Linked DNA regions of Ovis aries: region 1 is linked to region 2. Evidence: chromatin contacts called from public Hi-C data. All regions are on one chromosome and are shown on one strand. The core of a region is the stretch at or near the end of the contact, and the rest is flanking DNA. Distances in the headings are between cores, read along the strand shown. Region 1 overlaps RAPGEF4 (Rap guanine nucleotide exchange factor 4). Region 2 overlaps MAP3K20 (mitogen-activated protein kinase kinase kinase 20).

Evidence for each region. A called contact is a pair of places that touch in the nucleus more often than the background predicts.
Region 1: a Hi-C map of muscle shows a contact between it and region 2, with 7 times the contacts expected there. The contact joins two enhancer-like sites. A contact is called at or near these places in 10 of 16 Hi-C or Micro-C datasets (hypothalamus, liver, mesenteric adipose tissue and 5 more).

What each region holds. Positions count from the first base shown.
Region 1 is chr2:136,880,845-136,883,567 of ARS-UI_Ramb_v3.0, reverse strand. It overlaps RAPGEF4 (Rap guanine nucleotide exchange factor 4), which reads left to right. Exons shown (of 29, transcript XM_060411105.1): 24 at 1-105. Among named protein-coding and RNA genes, the nearest start is that of MAP3K20, 67 kb to the right of the region's middle. Within about 2 kb of position 1,422, at least 9 of the 54 cell types and tissues checked have an H3K27ac peak or open chromatin away from gene starts, as enhancers often do. A contact at or near this core is called in muscle, where this site is marked.
Region 2 is chr2:136,701,086-136,703,785 of ARS-UI_Ramb_v3.0, reverse strand. MAP3K20 (mitogen-activated protein kinase kinase kinase 20) reads left to right here. Exons shown (of 19, transcript XM_060411103.1): 10 at 815-921. Among named protein-coding and RNA genes, the nearest start is that of CDCA7, 83 kb to the right of the region's middle. Within about 2 kb of position 1,260, at least 19 of the 54 cell types and tissues checked have an H3K27ac peak or open chromatin away from gene starts, as enhancers often do. A contact at or near this core is called in muscle, where this site is marked.

The DNA of each region.
Region 1 (2,723 bases), core at 173-2,672, 180 kb before region 2:
GAGGTTTAATGAAATTCAGTTTTGGGTTGTCACTGAGATTTGCCTTTGTTCTCAGCCTAGCAAGCGTGTTCAGCTCTTAAAAAAATTTATTAAGATCGCAGCCCAGTAAGTATTCACTTGGGGAGGGAAAAACATTTGAGCTGTGGCTTCATTTTGTCCCCTTAGATTACACCTTAAAAAGCAAAGTGAGATATTAAATCTGTTTATGCATCAGGTGACTCAGATGGTAAAGAATATGTCTGCAATGCAGGAGAGCCAGGTTTGATCCCTGGGTCAGGAAGATCCCTTGGGGAAGGAAATGGCAACCCACTCCAGTATTCTCACCTAGAGAATTCCATGGACAGAGGAGTCTGGTGGGCTACAGTCCATGGGGTCACAAAGAGTCTGGGGACACGACTGAGCAACTAACACACCAACCACAGAGACTTAAGAATTACTGAACTCTTGTGAGAACTGTGCTTTGTCTAGCTTTTGTAATATTGACATCCTACAGGGCTGATGCTCAGGTTAAAATCATGACCTCTTTTTGCTCTGAACTACTGAGACTGCGTGCCTCCTTCAGTTTCAAGGCTCTGTCAGCAAAGTTCTGCTGCAAAAGTTCTGTTTTAAAGGCTGGGCGAGTCGAGGTCTAACTTGACACGTTCTTGCCAGTAGAGGGCAGTGGGAACATGCGTGTAAAACCGTGCTTCCAACTCAGCCGGGATAAAATCCATAAAATGCATAAAGACGAGCTAACCTGGCCCATGAAAATCATCTCCATAAACATCAGAAAAAGCAAGCGTCTTATAAATATTCTATTTAACAGCACTTCGTGGGAAACAATTTATTTACTACAGGGGCCAGTTAGATTTCTCCCTGACATGAATTTAATCTTCTCCTGCTATTTAGATATGCCTGACAACCTCCTGTTTACTTCCATGTTTTTGGTATCACCACAGTGCTAAAAATAAAATGCTAAATGCAGCTTGTGGCTGGGAGACGTCTTTCCTTTCTAAAAGCAGGGAGCTCTAGCCTAGGAAGGTGGGGAGCACAAGTGACCCCAGCTGGGCAGTTTGCTTGAGCCAAAAAGTTTAGATCCCATACAGAGTCTAATTTCCAGAGCTAAACAAAGAAGCAACCGCTGCTTGACATTTCTCACATGCCAGCTTGCCAAGTGCCTTGAATTATTTTGCCAAAAATTTGGGAGTTCTGCGGGATATCCAAAGCCCTTAGATTCAAATGCTGGTATCTCTTAATTTGGAAAAAAAAAAATGCCTTTTGAAAGAAAGATTGGGTAAAATGTTGCTTATGAATTTCTGGTTCGGAGTGCAGCCACTTTCCCAGGAGCCTTGAATCGGCTGATTGCGGGGGTCAGATGTCTCTATCTGGAAGGAGATGACTGTGGAAGCTGTGACAGTGTGTGCTTCCCTGCTCTCTAGGGCACCTCCTCTCCTCGCCTTAGCCTGGCAGGGCCGCGTGCACCGAGGGAGGAGAGAAGAAGTCTGCACACAGACATGGAAATGGAAAACCTGTAGGGGCCTGATGCTGCTGTTTTACAGAGCAGCACAGGAGAGCCTTTCAGGAACTAGGGAATTTTATCTTTTTTGTTTGTTTGTTTAGTGTTTTTGTCTTTCTTATCTCCCTCTTCCTTCTGATTATGGGTGAATTTAGCCTTCAGGATAAATTGGCTTATATTATTTAAACGTTATTTAAGCTGCACTATCCCGCACAGTAGAACTCTTCACACAATCCCCCTGGAGAAGACTTAGATTCAGAAACCAGGATCCTCACGCATGAGATGTAAACCTCGTGGCAGGAAGTATGTTTCGCGTGGTATTTTTGGAGAACTTCCATATATTCTGTTCAAGCTCTTTGACCTGCCCAGAACTTTGTGAAGTTGGGGGTCCAAATGTTATCTTTGCCTTTTCCAGGTGAGGGAGACTGAGGCAGAGAGAAATTTTGTGACTTACCTAGGGTGATCAAGTGACCAGAGCAGTGAGCACAAAAGCAGTCCTGCATGTCCTTTCATGCGCACACAGAGAGGACAAAGGCCAGCCGTGTCCATGACCCTCCTCGCCACCTTCAGCCTGGGGTCTCTGAAGTTGCTCTCAGCCCCTGACCACCCCTGCACACATAAAGCCCCACCGCTTCCCCAGCACTGCGAGAGACATGCCATAGCTTCTCTAAATCTGTTTTCCCATTCCACACAGGCCATTTATGAAGCACTCTGCAAGGAGAACACAGGGAGCAAATGCAGCAATTTAATTAGCCTCTTGCAAAAATGCTAATCCAAACAAGATTTAATTACGATGTAGTCAACTTAGATAACCATACTGATTTGTGGTAAAGGATTTGTGCTCATTGCAAAATGAATTCTTCTTTCCCTTTGCAAGGAGCGGGTATGAAGAAGTTCAAGATTCCTTTTTTTTTCTTCTCAAGTTAAACCAAGTACCTAGACTAAATGTTGCATTTTGATAAGAACCTTTGGTCTTGTTCCAAAAGATTCTTATTCACAAATATATATTCATAAAAGCTAATAATGATGTAAGTACAGATTCAAAATGATCGGCTTCATCAACATTGAAAAATTACAGAAAAAATAAGGTTATTTTTCGGTCAGTTGTTTAGGTTATTAGCTGTGTGTGACTGTGTTCAGTCATGTCCAACTCTGCAATCCCAGGCTTTCAGGTTCCTCTGTTCATGGAATTTTCCAGGCAAGAATACTGGAGTGGGTTGCCATTTCC
Region 2 (2,700 bases), core at 11-2,510:
AATAACCATTGAGAACAGTGAAGTTATGATGGCTTTAAAATTGGGGAATTTTTTTCTCTGAGCAGCTGGTTTAGGAACTTGTATAAGTTCTGCTAGATTAATAAGTAATTCTCCTCCAACAGTTTATTATAAAAATTTTCAAACACGTGGAAAAGTTGAAAGAATTTTGCCGTGAGCACTGGTATACCTATCACCCACTGTGCATGCGTGCATGCTAAGCCGTTTCATTCGTGTCCGACTCTTTGCAACACTGTGGACTGTAGCCCACCAGGCTCCTCTGTCCATGGGGTTCTCCAGGCAAGAATACTGGAGTGGGTTGCCATGCCCTCCTCTAGGGGATCTTCCTGACCCAGGGATCAAACCCGTGTCTCTATGTCTCCTGCATTGGCGGACATGTTCTTTACCGCCAGCACCACCTAGGAAGACCCCTATCACCCAGACCCTACCGTTAACTTTCACTCTGCTTGCTTTATCACATAGATGACTTTTTAAAAGACTAAACTGTTTCCTTTCAGGAGTCTTTAAACATACCTCAAAGAGAACTAATTAGTTCTTACCTAACCTGGAAAAATACTGTAATCATTCCAACCTTAGACAACAAAATAGAAAAATGACATGTGAGCCTATTATGAATAATTGATTGAAAATAAGTATGGTTCCTATGCAGTGCGACAGTTGTGAAAGAACAAAATCAGGATATTCCAGCATATCTTATTTTGTTATGGTGATTTGACCGTATTGCTATGCTTGTGGATTTTTTCTTAAAGATCTACTTTCCTAAGTCCCAACAAGTGATTATTTTTTTCTCCTTCAGAAACGGCCTTCTTTCAAGCAAATCATTTCAATCCTGGAGTCCATGTCACTCGATTCGAAGCTTTCTGACCAGTGTAACTCATTCCTGCACAACAAAGCAGAATGGAGGTAGGGGCCTCCCACCCCAGGTCACATCAGCTGGCTCCAGGGGGTTGTGGGCGACTGGCTTCGGACAGCACGAGCACCTGGGAACTGGGTGACAGTCCCAATCTCTTAGAAACTGGGGCTTTTTTGTGTTAAAAAAATTTGGAGATTGAATAAGCTCTCCCTCTCACATGTAAGCAAACAGTGTTCCTCTAAGCGTGTTGCTTTATCATATATCTAAGTATTTAGGAAGAATACTGAAGCAGTATCTTCTGAGACAAAAGGCGGTTAGCAGACACTCCTTCTGTGTACACTCCCTGTTAGGAAACGTTAGCCTCTGTGCAGTGAGAAATCAAAATACTGTCTGGTTGGAAATAGGCAGAGTACTTTTTCTGTTGATGGGAGGGGTAGGGAGACTGTAAAAACACTTTTAAAATAAAACTTTCAATGTTATAAATCCTATTACATTTTGTCAAATGTAAACAAGCTAAGTAATGAGAGAATTGTATTGTGTGAGGGGAAGAACTAAGCCAGAGAAGAGACACTGGAGCCAGGTCACGTGATGTACAATATAAATAGCATGTTTGGGCTCTGACATTATTTCTCCCTGACTCAGCAGAGATTTAAGTAACTCACCCCTGCTCTTGATAGCTATGGGTAGTAACATGACGCCTCACGCCACCTGCCGATAGCAAATGAATACTACAGGCGCTCAAAAATGACGGAGTTGTTTAGTCCTGTGATTGCACATTTCTTTGGGCTTTCTGTTTGGTGTTTTACAATAACCTTCTTTATTTTTTATTCTTGGAGAATCTCTAGGACCGGTGAGTTAAAATGAATTTTTACTTAGTAATATAAAAGTAATACTGTTTGCTAGAGTCTAGGTATGAGGGACTTTGTTCTGGGCTCAAAAAATAAACAAAACATATTAGTAATATTTGTTTCCTACAGTACACATCTAATCAGATCACTTCCCTTAAATCAGTATAAGGAGCTCCCATAACTCTAGGACAAAGGCCAAAGCACAAGATTCACGGCACCCTCTGTGCTCTTGCTTTATCTTGAGTGTCATTCTACCCCTTAATTTTTGGCTTTGGTCCTTCAACATGTGTCGATTTCTCCCTCATACAGAATCCTTTCAAATGCAGTTTCTTCTGTATGAAATTCATCCCATTTCAGCAGCATACCAGCCCTGATGCCCAGACCCAACTTGGCTCCGATCATATTGTTTCAGATAGTGGCTGAAAACAGCTCTCCTTCAAGCAGGTGTGTCCTGACCCCAGAGCCGCTGAGGTTCCGCTTTATGTGCCCTGAGAGCATCTCCTTCACACCCTCTGTTGAAGTTAATAAGCAGGTCTGCAGGCTGTTGTTTAATAATGGCGTGTGTCTTGCTGGCTAACATGTAAGAGGGTTAGATCATCTCTTCTGTTCATCGCTGTAACTGCAGTATCTAGAACCTGTCTTGAACACTGAGGTTGCTCAGCAAATACTTGGAGAAGGAAATGCCATAGTAGCAATAATATTGAAAGACGTCGCCATATTACACAGGAGGATAGAAACATGTAAGTTGATTTGTTTGCTTTGATAGATGTGCTTTTGTATTCCTTCATTCAGATACTCATTAAACCTTTGCGAAAAGTTCTTTAGGTGTGGGCTCTGGTGATGAACAGAACAGTAACAGTGCACTTGGAGTTTGATATTAGATTACTAAATACAGATATACAAATAACTTTTTCATTACTGTTTTGATAAATATTAGGACAGGACAGTCCTGGATGTCTGAGACTATAAAACCATGAAATC